Linked DNA regions of Mus musculus: region 1 is linked to region 2. The links are chromatin contacts, called in public Hi-C maps. All regions are on one chromosome and are shown on one strand. Each heading gives the region's core, a stretch centred on a gene start, on an enhancer-like site or on the middle of the called end of the contact. The rest is flanking DNA. Distances are from core to core; before and after follow the strand shown. Region 1 overlaps Cdh13 (cadherin 13). Region 2 has its middle 13 kb from the start of Gm39262.

Region 1 (6,706 bases), core at 2,028-4,527, 560 kb after region 2:
AGCACATGGCATTGCTAAGACGGACAGTAGCCATTATTCCTGGAAAACATGGCAGGGTTAGATAGAAGGGCTCTGTTACTAATGCCCTCATCTGTTATCCAGGATGTGCACACCAAAACTAAAAGAGACCTCCTCATAGCCTAGAGAAAATAGGGGGATGCTGCATATTGATGTGAAGATGGGGTGCCTGGACTCTTAGGCGGTTGGTGGGAAAGAAAATTGCAGCTCCTCTGGTAAACAGTTGTTAGATTGACCAACAGTACCATAGAACTCAGTGTTTGTACTTCTGGGGATATACTCAGTAATTGGCCAAAGACTTCATAATCTATCGCGAAGACTGAGTTGTCAGTTACAGGTGGTGTTCCAGCAGGGGCCATGTGTGAGAGCTGAGCGAGGTTGGAGGTCTGGGAGTTCAGAACAGGAGGCAGATGGGAAGGAAGAGTGGCGGCGGGGCTCAGACTGGCCTGGAGCCATGTCAGAAGCTGAAACTTGGGATGATTAAGACAAGGCATACCAGAACAGGATTTGATGGGGGGGGGGGGGGGGCGTGGCATGGCAATGGGATTGGGAAATAGCTGTGAGTGGAATAAGGGCAGGAGGAGAGAGAGAGAGAGAGAGAGAGAGAGAGAGAGAGAGAGAGAGAGAGAGATCCTACAAAGGACAGCTGGAATCACTGCAGCCAACTTAACTTCCTGGTCGAAACACTGACTTCTTGACTCTTTGGACCTCTGGCCGTCATTCATGTAACAAGGCAAGTTAATGAGGGCTGTTTGGTTGTAACCAGTAGTACCTCACCTCCATGCAGAGCCATCAAAACCATGTAAGGTTGCTGGTTTCATGACAGTCACCGACAAAATAGAGCTTAGGATGGGAGAGGGTTTGTTTGACATAGAATCAATCCCAAGACCATGTTTTGGGGGAAGTCACACAAGAACCTCAAGAGGTAAGTCACATCACTCTAGAGTAAAATGCGAAGAGAACAAATGTGTGTCCTCATGTTCTCAGTTAACGTTTTCTCTTCCATATTACTCAGGACCCCCTGCATAGGGAATGGTGCTGCCCACAATGGTCTGATTGTGGTACTAATGGTATCTAATGGTATTAATTAACGGTTGGGACAGTTCCCCACAGATATGCCCCTAGAGGATAACCTGATCTAGATAATTCTTCATACAGACTGTCTTTCTAAGTGACTCTAAGTTGTGTCTAGTTGACATTTCAAAATCACTAGTACAGTTACCATCTCCCAATGGAAATGTCCAGGTTTGAGTTAGCTTTGGTTTAGGTGGTTTAGGGGCAACACAATAGGGCTCCCTGTTACTCTGCTCTGTTTTCTGATGCGTCTGCTACAATCTCCACTCTCAGACATGTCCAAGATGGCCACTGTGTCCCCTTTCATTTCTTCCTCCAGCTCAGTCACCTAGAACCTTTCTTCCCAGACATCCCAGCAAGCATGTCATGACCAACCGAAGGGGCCAATCTGGGACATTCCCTATCACCAAACTAGACACGGTGTCCAAGAAGACTTAGTGTTCTTGTTGGCCTTGAAAAATGGTGACTCTGAACTTCTGAAGAAGAAATTATGCTGGACTGGTACAAGCAAGAGAGTCCTCCCTCCCACCACCCCCCCCATACATGGTGTCATGCTTTGTCCCAAAGACTCCCATTCAGGACTCACATCCTACAACTGCAGGCTGCACACCATACACAAGAATTTTTAGAAGCTAGCACACATGGCAATGGAAATGTCTTAGGTGGCTTGGGATGAGGACAGCCATCCTGTCATGCCAGGCTCCTTGCTGGGGATGCTGGTGAGCAGATTGCTTAATTAGGAACATCAGAGTCTAAGTGCCGCCATCTGGCCTGGCTCTTCAACCTGTTGAGTGTCTTCATTCACATGGTCCTGCAACTGCCATAAATCTCTTTTGTTTCTGCTTTTCTTCAAGGGCTTAGGAATACAGGAACATACGGATTTACAGGAGTATCTCCTAATTGAAGGCATTAGAGCCACGTGTATCAGGATGCTTAATGAGCGAGGCAGCCAGATGTAAATTGGGGAAGATTAAGCATGGCTTTAAATAGTCTGAGAAGGCCGAGGATCTTATTATCCTGTAATGGAACAAATTCACACACATCCTAGTAACTGCTTAGCGCCCTTGGTCTGTCCCTTTCACCTTCATTTTTATGGAAATTTCCTGTTGGCTAGAGAGCCAGAAGGGAAGGCATTGCAAATACTTGCCAGCCCAAGTGTTCTCTCTCAAGCACTTTTCCTTGACTAAGTTCACGGTCTCTTGTACCTGGCCACCTAAGACCTTTGCATTTTCACGTGTGCACCGTCCCAACTGCCCATGCATGGAGAACAGCCTGCAATCATAGCATGTGAGTCCTGAGACAGGAGTCTTAGTGAGGGGAGGGGGGGATGGCAGAAGAGAGTGCCTGCATGTGAATGCAGACAGAGATCAGGGACAGGGAGACTTTCCTCAGGATGCTGCCCACCTTGCTTGTTAAAACAGTTACCTGACACTGGCCTGAAACAGTTCAGCAAAGCCGGGAGCTCCTGAGATCCATCATCCTCAACCTCGTAGCACAGGATTATAAATATGAACAGCCCTTCCCAGCATTTTACATGGGTTTTGTGGAATAACACTATCCTGTCTGAGCGATTTGCCAAGCTCCCATCTGTGGCTTCCGTGTAGGCACTTTCGTGTTCTGAGCTATATACACTTTGTTTCCTGACCCCACACCTCCCCCACTCTTGGTCTCTGGACTAGAGCTTAAGAATGTTTAAGAAGTGTTTCCTCCTGAGCGTCAGTCAAGATGTGTTTTGGAATTGTAAGCGGTCACTGGGTTACAGGGTATTTCCGGTGGATATTGCACCATCCCACCAGGTGGCTGGGGAACAGTACTCCATCATGAGACAGATTGCTGCTTCTGTAATAGGCCATGCAAATATTTACCCTGATCCAGTTCAAGTGAAGACCACAGATAGTATCACGCCATTTGGGCTTTGCTGCTGTGTGAGTTATGGCACACTTGAGGTAGGCTGAGCCTCCTGGATTTGGGGAAGCCACAGACTGCTGCTATTTAAGAGAGCATCCTTGCAAGAAGATGTTCATCTGGTCCCCCTCCACCAGCTGCTTCTGGGACAGCAGAGGGCGGTGGCCCATTTTTCCCTTGCTCCATTTCCTTACTGGTTTGCAACTTGGTAAACGGGCGTCTTGGCAGACCATTCCTGCAAAGGGGCCAACTGCCACACTAGCTGATCTCTTTACTCTCTGAAGCCAGAATAGTTGTCAGCCATCCAGCTCCCTGTGAACCGCACATGTCAGCTGATTCGGGAGACCTCCCGGAGGGTCTATTTTTAACTTAAACTGGTTTTAATTTCCATATGTATATATTAGATCCTACAGAGGGAAGGGGGATTCCAAATGAGGAAACATTGATTCTGAATAACAGGAGAGATGTGATTAACGCTTGGAAAACAGTGGAGAGCATGAATCACCCCCTCCATGTGGTGAGCACTGTGTTTTGTTTCAGTGGAAAGATGTACTGTGGATTAGAATGGAACACGAGGACCAGAGGAGATAAATCCTGCTAGAAACACATGATGCAGTCACATTCCACGTGCTTAATAAAGGGGGTGAAGCTGAAGGCAGACCTGAATTAAAGCAACCAGGCCCATACATGTGAGTGAATGCTCAAGGAATGTCCAGAGTGATAGGGAGGCATAAACCAGAACTACACCCTGGTCCATGGTCAGGGGAGGGAGAGAAGTCATGGCTTCTACATGAGGGCATGGGCTCTCATGCTGGCAACTCTGGTCACCCTTCCAGAGCTTTCTTCCTGCGGACAAAATCAAGGCAGTATTTAGTAAACCTAACTAAAACTATACTTTGAAGAAAGATGTTTAGTTAAGTGGAGTGGCAGGGAGGAAATTATGTAGATCACAAATCCAAGGAGGCCTCAGGATAGTAGAGAACTAGAGCTTCAAAGGTTTTGAAGCAGAATTCGGAGCTAGGTTAATGCAGACAGATACCTCTACAAACAAGCATAAATAAATAGAAATGTAATTATTTCCAAAATGCAAATATACACACACACACACACACATACACACATACACACACATATGTGTATGTGTGCATGTGTGTGTACATTGTATATGGTGTGTGTGTGTGTGTGTGTGTGTGTGTGTGTACATTGTATATGGTGTGTGTGTGTGTGTACATTGTATATGGTATGTGTGTGTGTGAATGATTTTAATAAAGTTACAGAGCAAACAGTAAAGATAGGTGTGGTCATGCACATTTGTCATCCTGGGACTCAGGAGGCTGAAGCAGGAGGATCTCAAGTTTGAGACAAATCTATAAAACGTGGCCAGACCCTGTCTTAAAGACAAATCAAGAGGTGAGGGCGGGAAGGTCCAACATACATTGGAGGAGTCAGATGCTTGCAAGCAATTTAATAATAAAGGAAGACAGGTTAAAGCAGATCTGTATTTACATTACAATTCATTGCAGTAGCAAAATTATAGTTCTGAAGTAACAACAAAATTATTTTCTGGTTGGGGGTTCACCACATCATGAGGATCTGTACTAAATGGTTGTAGCATTAAGATGGTTGAGAACCACCAGATGCCAAGCCCTGTTCAAAGCTGGTTAATATCCTATTACCATCAGAATTATCTTTTGAATGCATGTGCCTTTCTCCTCTACTCCAAAATACCATGTAATTTTGTCAAGTCTGCCACCTTCAGCGAATTGTCAGCAATGAGGGGACAGCTCGTGTTTTCCAAGAGAGTTCAGTGATCCTTGGACAGATATGATAGCACCCCAAATGTGACATTGACAGGACATAGCACCCACCTTCCTGCCCTACTCTTACAAATCATACTTTTTCATAATAACGTGATACAGTGTTACAGTAAAATGAAACAGGAGCCAGGGCTTCATAGACACAAGCTCTCAAAATGAGACTTGATATATCTACATCTGTATCTTGTTGCTTTGATTTCTGTTTCTGTCTTGGGTTCCTGAGCATTTGGGTGTGGCCTGTGGACCACATATTCATTAGCTGCAAATCCTTCTTAGCATCCTGAGTTTCTGCTTAGACTCCTGGGAGAGAAGCAGGAGGTCCAAGCTCTCTGGTCTAGAATTTGGCCTCATAAGTAGAGGCTGTGTCTCTACAGAGGGTACTCAGAAAAAGTAAAAATCAGAGGCAGTCCCTGAATTTTGAGAACTGACCCCTCCCCCACCCCCACCCCCGGTATCAAGGGACGTGGGTGGTACTGCACTCTATCCAGAAAGGACAGGGGGCTGTGGCATGCAGATTCATCTATGTTTCCACGCTGGTCATCAAAGTAGTATCTGCAAAGATGTCCCAGAATGCTTCATGGGAGGGAATGCCCTTCCAGAGTCCCCTCAGCACCTTGACCTGTTCTCAAAAGGACAAGAAGTAAATAGATATTCCCTGGTATTGTTGGAGGGTTCAGCACCATTGATTGAAGTTCAGGAACCGGCCAGCTTTGAGTCAAGCGTGACCAACTGACTTAAAACTGCAGGGTGTGGATATCCAGGTAACCCGTGACTGGGTTACTGCTTGATAAATGAGCCATTTGTCTCAAGGAGAAGACTGTTGACTCAGATAAATTGATCGCCTTGAATTTGCTGGAGTTGATAGCAGAGCTATTGCTGGCTGAGAGTCTAATGTTCTTGGGTAGATTCTTGAAGACAAAGTGGCTAAGTCAGCTTGCCCCCCGGTGGTCTCCGTTCTTGGTGTCACTCACTGTGCTGTGCTGATTTCCTGGATCTCAAGTTCATGCAAGTGTCTGTTTGTTCTATACTTTCATTTCCCAAAGGCCTGTCTTTGTAGTGCTGTCCTACAGAATGGGAATGGGCTACAACGAAAGAAGAGTTATGATATCAACCAAGTTTGTCAGCTTGTGGATAGATTGGTTGACTGACTAATTGATTGACTGGTAGGCTGATTTTCTAACTGTAGGCTCTTTTCTGACCTTTCTCATGTGGAGATGCATAGTAAATGTTCTATAAGTCATGTAGATGATCTACATAATCCAAAATTATATTTTCTTGCATCCAAAATTTCAGAGCTGGCCTTATAGCCATCCTTAAACACACTCACACACACACACACACACACACACACACACACACACACTCTTCCTGTAGTCTGGGTATGTATAGTCAAGCCAGTTTTCTCCTTTCATCCAAGGCCTGTGGTCAACCTGAGCTACCAGGAGTCAAACCCAGCCTCAATTCTTGAGAGGAGGGCAAGTTGTGTGTATGGTCATTTTTTTTTTTCTCCTGCTCTTTTTCTGGGATTCTCTTGAGCTAATAGATATAAGACAAAATGTAGTTGCTTTAGTAACTTTTCTTTATAGTTGCAACTAAATACCCAAAGAGAAACAACTTAAGGGAGAAAGGATTTATTGTGGCTTACTCTCTGAAGGGATACATTGACAAAAGAGGCCTGGCTGCAGAGAGGTGGATGGTTGGTCACACTGTATCTATAGTTGGGAAGCTGAGAACAAACAGCAAGTAGAGCCAAATTACAAAACCTCAAGACCTGCCCCTGGTGATACCTTTTCTCCATCAAGGCTCTACCATAAAGATCCTGCTTCTTCTAAACCCCAGAGAACTACTACCTCTTCCCCTTCCTCAGCAGCACTCCTCCAGTCTGCCACCCA
Region 2 (6,723 bases), core at 505-3,004:
AATTGTTGGTTTTCTTTTCCTTTCAGTGCTAAGAAACCCAAAGCCCTAACTCAGCTTATTTCAGCAGAGGAGAGAATTTATCTCTCATAATTACACATCCTGAAGTAGGGACCCTGGTCTTTCCTTATCGTTTTATTCTGACAGTCTTTGCATAGTGTCTTATCTTCCAGCCTTGATTTTGTGGGGCGCTACAGATGATCTTGATGTGTGTTACTAAATTATGAGCGTCTTACAGTGGAGAGGCACTTCCCCTCTTCTCCCATCCCCTCCCTCTTTCTCCTCCTTTCAGGAAAAGGAAAGACATTTTCAGGTGCCCCCTGCCCCCATCCTCTGTGCAGGCCTCCATGTTCTCTGGGGTTTAATCTCCTGGCAGTGCCATAGGCTTACATAACCTACCTTCTGGGGAGACAATGAGGCCCACCTCCCTTGAGGAACATGGTCCCGTAAAGCCTGTTCTACAAGCACTCGAGTGTTCTGGAAGGGAGAACGGTTTCTGGGTAGGAAGCTAAACAAGTTGGTCTCAAGCAGCTCTCGAAATGTGTCTGGGTTTCCTGATACGCATAGGAAGTTCTAACCTCAATTCAGAGTCAGAGAGAAAGCTGCTTATGGTGTGTGCTGGCTCGAGTTGCCTGCTTAGGACTGACTGCCTGGGATAAGATGCTGAGGGTACATCCACATCTGCGCCCCGATTGGGTAACAATGTCTGCCAAGGATGTGTGTGTTGCTTTTCAGAGTTAGAAGGAAAACTTTCTGCCCTCTTTAATTTAAAAGAATTGTGCATGTGTGTTTCTCTGTGTGCTCATATGTGCACGTGTGTTTCTGTGTGTGTTCATATGTGTGTTTCTGTGTGTTTTCATATGTGCATGTGTGTTTCTATGTGGATCCATTCATTTGGAGGCCAGAGACCAATGTGCAGCATTTTCCTCAGTCATTCTATACCTTTTTCTTTTTCTTTTCCTTCCTTCCTTCCTTCCTTCCTTCCTTCCTTCCTTCCTTCCTTCCTTCCTTCCTTCCTTCCTCCCTTCCTTCCTTCCTTCCTCCCCCTCTCTCTTCCTCGTTTTTTTCTTTCTCTTTTCCTCTCTTCCCTTCCTCTTTCCTTTCCCTTTTTAAAAGTTTATTTATTATGTATACCGTGTTCTGCTTGCATATATGCCTGCAGGCCAGAAGAGGGCGCCAGATCTCATTTATAGATGGTTGTGAGCCACCATGTGGTCACTGTGAATTGAACTCAGGACCTCTGGAAGAGCAGTCAATGCTCTTAACTTCTGAGCCATCTCTCCAGCTCCCTCCCTCTCTCTTTCTCTCTCTTTGAGACAGGGTCTCTCAATGAACCTAGAATTTGCTGATTTGGCTAGGTGGGGTGGCAGCAACCCCCAAGGAACGTCCTGGCTCTGCCTCCCCAGTCCTGGACTTAAAGGCAGACTTAACTGAGGACCTTAGATTTGTCCAGAAAGCCCTCTCCTGACTGTGTCATCTCTTGCGTTCGTAATTGGCTTGTAGGCTCCAGGCTTTGTCTTCCTAGATGGTTCTATTTCCCAGGGACTGCTGGAGATCCCGGGCTTTAGAAAGCACGTTGACATATTTCACCAGGGAAGTGTGTATGGGGTCTGTGTCCTTCTGAAGTAGTTCTGTCTGTATAGCCCCCTGAAATTCTGAGTTTTCTCTTGATTGGATCCAGACAGTACTCAGTAGCCAACTGGACGTTGAGGCAAGCTCCTCCCTGTTCCCACGGCCCCGTCAGCGTGTAATTGTTGGCTAAAAGGGGAAAAGGCTTTGGGAGCAGCTTGGCAGTAGTTTTTGCCTGACTTCAAAAGAGGCATGGGGAACCTCGCTTTTGCGTTCTGAGACCTCATTCTCAATAAAGGAAAACCTCCCTGCACTCGTAATTCTCCCATTCTGGGTCAGCCAAGTGAGCAGTATTTTAATTTTAAAATCTTACCCAATTATCAGAAGGGTGGCTTTCTTCCGGGTATCAGTGGTACCATCTCTGTAACAGCCTCCTCCTTTCCCTCCCTCCTTCCTCTCTGCTTATCTTTGGATGCTAGCCGAGCCCAGCCGCCTCAGCAATGCCATCTCCCCAGGCATAATGATAATAATGGGGGACTTGTTTCTCAGAGCAAGTTTTCATTATTTTGAGTTTTTGTCTGTTTGTCACATGTCTAACTAATTTCTTATTGCTTCCAAAACAAAGAGTGATTCCGGGGGAATGGGGTTGCCCTGGCACCCTCACGTCATTTCCAACTCTCTTTGCCCTCCCTGGTCTTCCCCTTACAGTAAATGAAAGGATGGTTGTTTTTACACCCCAGCCCAGCCCAGGTTGTGTTTGACAAACCTCTGGACCCAGTCAGATAATTTTGCACTTCCAGATTCAGTGAACCACATGACAAAAGTTAATTAAACTGGCTGGGGTCGGAGTATCTGCTGGTGGATCAGGAACACTGTCTCCCCTTCTCAGAATAATCACCACACACATAGATCCCTCCAGTGCTCCGTGTTGTTTAATAAACATGCCATTCATCCCTTCACAAACGTCTGTGTTTGAAAATTAGCATCAAAACACTTAACGATTGCCCCTTCTCGGCAACTCCTGGCTGGTTTCTTCTCTCACCAAAGTCCAGCATAAAAAATTCCCATTGTGCCCCAGTCTAAATTGGTGAGCTTTCCAACCCACCTGCCCCACCCAATTTGAGTAGTTATCTTTTCTGATTTGAGACAGGTCTAGATCCTCACTTAAAGTCCCCAAAATGCTTGAGTTATGTATCAGTTCACCTAAACTGTGGTCTGCTACAGTAACAAATAGTTACAGCATCTCACTGACTTAACACAACAAAGAATGCTTTCTTGCTCCTGTTTCATGTCCATGAGGGTTGGTCAGGGATTTTAACTTCAGTACTCAAATTGATGGAATATTTTCTTTCTCCATTTCATGGAGAAATAAATACAGCGAAGCATGCTTAGGCATACTGAAAGCTTTCTTCAGAAAATGGCTTGCTTCCTATCCAATTTTGTTATTAGTCCAATATGATGCCATGCGTGTAGTTAGAAGGGACTCAGAGACTCTCAGCATTCAGGTGGGTTTGGGTATATGTTTGAAGGTTCATTTCCCAATAGATGACTTCAAACCCAGGTGGCAGGATGTTATCTTCTGGTCCTCCAGTACAGCATGTAAGCCACAGGACACACAGTCACGGTGATGATTTATCTCTGGGCAAGAAGGTGTTTATTCATGGCAAGGCATCCAATCAGAGAAATTCCTTACCGAGAGCTGACTTCACTAGCAGGGTGATCAGTGTCCATGCAGCAAGCTGTAAGGTGAAGGAACACACAGGAGGGATAGATATGGGTCAGATGTGGACTTTGGACAGTCAGAGATGCTCTTCATTGTTCTTGGACGTAGTAAAATCCAGGAGTTGTATATTCTCTCCTGGGATGCTGAGTACAAGACTATTCATCTGGGGGCTGGAGAGGGGGCTCAGCAGTTAAGAGCACTGACTGCTCTTCTAGAGGTCCTGAGTTCAATTCCCAGCAACTACATGGTGGCTCACAACCATCTGTAATGAGATCCAATGCCCTCTTCTGGTGTGTCTGAATACGACTACAGTATACTCATATACATAAAATAAATAAATCTTAGAAAAGAAAAGAAAAGAAAAGAGATACTACTCATCTGTTCCAGACCCAGAGAACATGATGTCATGGTTTCCAGTGTTTTCTAAATCACTGAGGGATTTGTAACGAGCGTGTAGATTCCTAGTGCCACCCTAGGAGCCCCGGGACAATTGGTTATGCTGGGGTCTGAGCATGTCACTGGCAGGCCCCCAGCTGGAGTGGTGGTTTGTGAGAACAGTTTTTTTAGAAAATTTGCCACAGGCCATGCAACAGTCTGGGTGTCAATGAGTTGAGGGTTGTTGTGACAGAACAGTGGTACTCGCTAGTCCTCAGGGCAGCTCTCTCCAAATCTGGGAGACTCACTGCTCTGTACATACCAACCCAACCATACTCAGATGGCTGTTATTCGGTGACCATTGGGTATATGCTAAAATGCATTCTTCTTCCCCTGCCACTCACCCCAATAATTCAAGGGTAGACTAGGCAAGGGTATTAATATAATAATAATAATAATAATAATAATAATAATAATAATAATAATAATAATTCAAGGGTAGACTAGGCAAGGGTATTAATAATAATAATATAATAATAATAATAATAATAATAATAATAATAATAATTCAAGGGTAGACTAGGCAAGGGTATTAATAATAATAATAATAATAATAATAATAATAATAATTCAAGGGTAGACTAGGCAAGGGTATTAATGGCTGCCAGGACCAGGACATTGCTTTTCATGACTAAGTATACTGGCTGGTTTTGTGTGTCAACTCGACACAAGCTGGACTTATCACCGAGAAAGGAGCCTCCCTTAAGGAAATGCCTCCATGAGATCCAGCTGTAAGGCATTTTCTCAATTAGTGATCAAGGTGGGAGGGACTAGCCATCCCTGGGCTGGTGGTCCTGGGTTCTATAAGAGAGCAGGCTGAGCAAGCCAAGGGAAGCAAGCCAGTAAGGAACATCCCTCCATGGTCACTGTGTCAGCTCCTGCTTCCTGACCTGCTTGAGTTCCAGTCCTGACTTCCTTTGGTGATCAACAGCAGTGTGGAAAGTGTAAGCTGAATAAACCCTTTCCTCCCCAACTTGCTTCTTGGTCATGTTTGTGTAGGAATAGAAACTCTGACTAAGACATTAAGGGTATTAAATTCTAGAAAAAGAATACAGTCCCACTTGATAAAGAATTCCGGGGCAGGGTCGGAGACACCCGACACTCCACACCAGGGGAAGGCAGACAGAGCACTGCCATGCCTGCAGAAATGAAGAAGGCTGTTTCCTGTGTCTGTGTCCAGTCTTGCTTTAGAGTCCTTCGGAAACCATCCCAGATCCCAGCAGACGTTCTAGCAGCAGGTGGAAGACACCTGCTGTGTCCAGGAGGGTGACTCTGGGCATGTAAGTCACAGAACATCCCTGTGCATACTTGCAAATCTAGATACCTACTTTGTTTATGTGAAGACGGGATGAGGGCATTCTTAGGAAAGTGCCGGGCACGAAGCTGCCACTTGTTCAAAGCTAATGGTCATCACTTATGTTGGTATGCCAACATCTTTCCTGCTGTTAGCTGAATGGCACACAGAGGGAATAAGGAGGCTGCCCAGTTATTGTTTGTGGACAGCTTTAAGAATTAGAGCAGAACGTGTCATGATTGGTGATCATTTTCATTTTGTCCGGATGGAGTGTCTTTGGTCTACTTGAACTTTAGAAGATTTCATTTTCCCATCAAACCTTTTGGTTTATTAAAAAAAATACAATAGTAAACTCCAATATAGCAGTGAAAGTGACTGGTGTTAGAGAAAAAAAAAATCTCTCTCAGACAAGCCTTTCAAGCATTCTGCATCGACCCAAGGTGACTTCCCTGATGGGTCCGTCAATGATAGAGGGGCAGAGGTTAAGCCAAATAGATTTGAGATCTGAAATTGGACCCTTGCAACAAGCTCTCTGTGCACATCGCTGACAGCCTGGAGGGTGGGGACAGGTCCAGGAAGAGCAGCTGCTGCCCCGCGTGTGTGCACCGAGCGCCTGGCATGGCATGGCATCTGCTAATAAGAGAAGAAACCCGCAGGGTCCCATCGTGGAGGAAACTGACGAGGTCAGATGGCTAGCCTCAAGCACTGGCCATCTTTGCTTGCACCTCCTGTGTTCAGCTCAGGAATGCACATGTAGCTGTGTGCCCTGACCCCGAGTGTGCAGCTCTATGTGTGTCTGGCATATTCCATGTGCCGAGAGTTCATAGCCTTAGCGTTGCTCTGCACGATTGGCCGGGACTTAGCAGAGATAGGATATAAACTGTAATTTGGCTCACAGAAGCAGAGAAACCTCAGCACAAGAGGAAAAATTATCTTGCAAATAAATTAGTCCATCCAAATTACAAAGTAGGACTCCAAGAAAAGATCTCCGTCCTGCTGAGGACAGCTTTTTACCATGAGCAAGCTCAAGGTTATCAAAACAGTGAAGTCTGTAGAGGGTGAGACCCCATGGTCAGCCAGGCCTGCCTAGGTGTCTCACTGTCAGCTCCGGTGAGGGCTGTCCTCAAAAAGAGGACTGAGCAGGGCCAACTCTCATGGGGTCTAAGGCTTGTGACTTGGGGCTAATGGCCATTGTAATGGACCATAATTGTTGGTACTCACTGAGGGACAGGCATACATTTTATTTGTATTGAATCATCTGGCATTTCTCTTAAGCAGACATTTGCTATTGTCCCCATTAACTTGGAGAGCCAAAAGGCTTCATAAGGCTGGGTGAGCTGCCTGCCTTCTTATAATTAAGAAGTGACTGAAGATGGACCCAGGAAGCCTGACTCTGGCCACTCACTCTGCAACTGTGTAGCAATGTGTAGCAATCTTGAGTAGCACCGTACAAGGTTGGGCTGAGGGAGCAGAAACTTCAGCTAGGCAAATATTTGGTTATTTTCTTGCTGCTGTGACCAGATATGGGTCTGAAGGAGGAGAGGATATATCTTGACTGGCAGTGTGAGGGGATACAGTCTATCATGGTCGGGGGAGGACGTGGCTTCAGGCAGTTCCATGGAGCCTGTTCATATTTCTGTAAACCAGGAAGTGCATGGAACTGGGGGTATATGGAGAGAGAGAGGGAGAAAGAGATGGAGAAGGG

What was found. Hi-C and Micro-C count contacts between places; a contact is called where the count stands out from the background.
Region 1: a Hi-C map of muscle stem cells shows a contact between it and region 2, with 2.2 times the contacts expected there. The contact joins two enhancer-like sites. A contact is called at or near these places in 1 of 484 Hi-C or Micro-C datasets (muscle stem cells), 1 of 115 datasets of contacts at active chromatin or transcription factors (embryonic stem cells) and 1 of 9 other capture datasets (embryonic stem cells).

The regions. Positions count from the first base shown.
Region 1 is chr8:118,515,389-118,522,094 of GRCm38.p6, forward strand. The region is part of intron 2 of Cdh13 (cadherin 13); the gene reads left to right. Among named protein-coding and RNA genes, the nearest start is that of Gm24035, 92 kb to the left of the region's middle. Within about 2 kb of position 3,278, at least 41 of the 459 cell types and tissues checked have an H3K27ac peak or open chromatin away from gene starts, as enhancers often do. A contact at or near this core is called in muscle stem cells, where this site is marked.
Region 2 is chr8:117,957,942-117,964,664 of GRCm38.p6, forward strand. No RefSeq gene overlaps it. Among named protein-coding and RNA genes, the nearest start is that of Gm39262, 13 kb to the left of the region's middle. Within about 2 kb of position 1,755, at least 1 of the 459 cell types and tissues checked has an H3K27ac peak or open chromatin away from gene starts, as enhancers often do. A contact at or near this core is called in muscle stem cells, where this site is marked.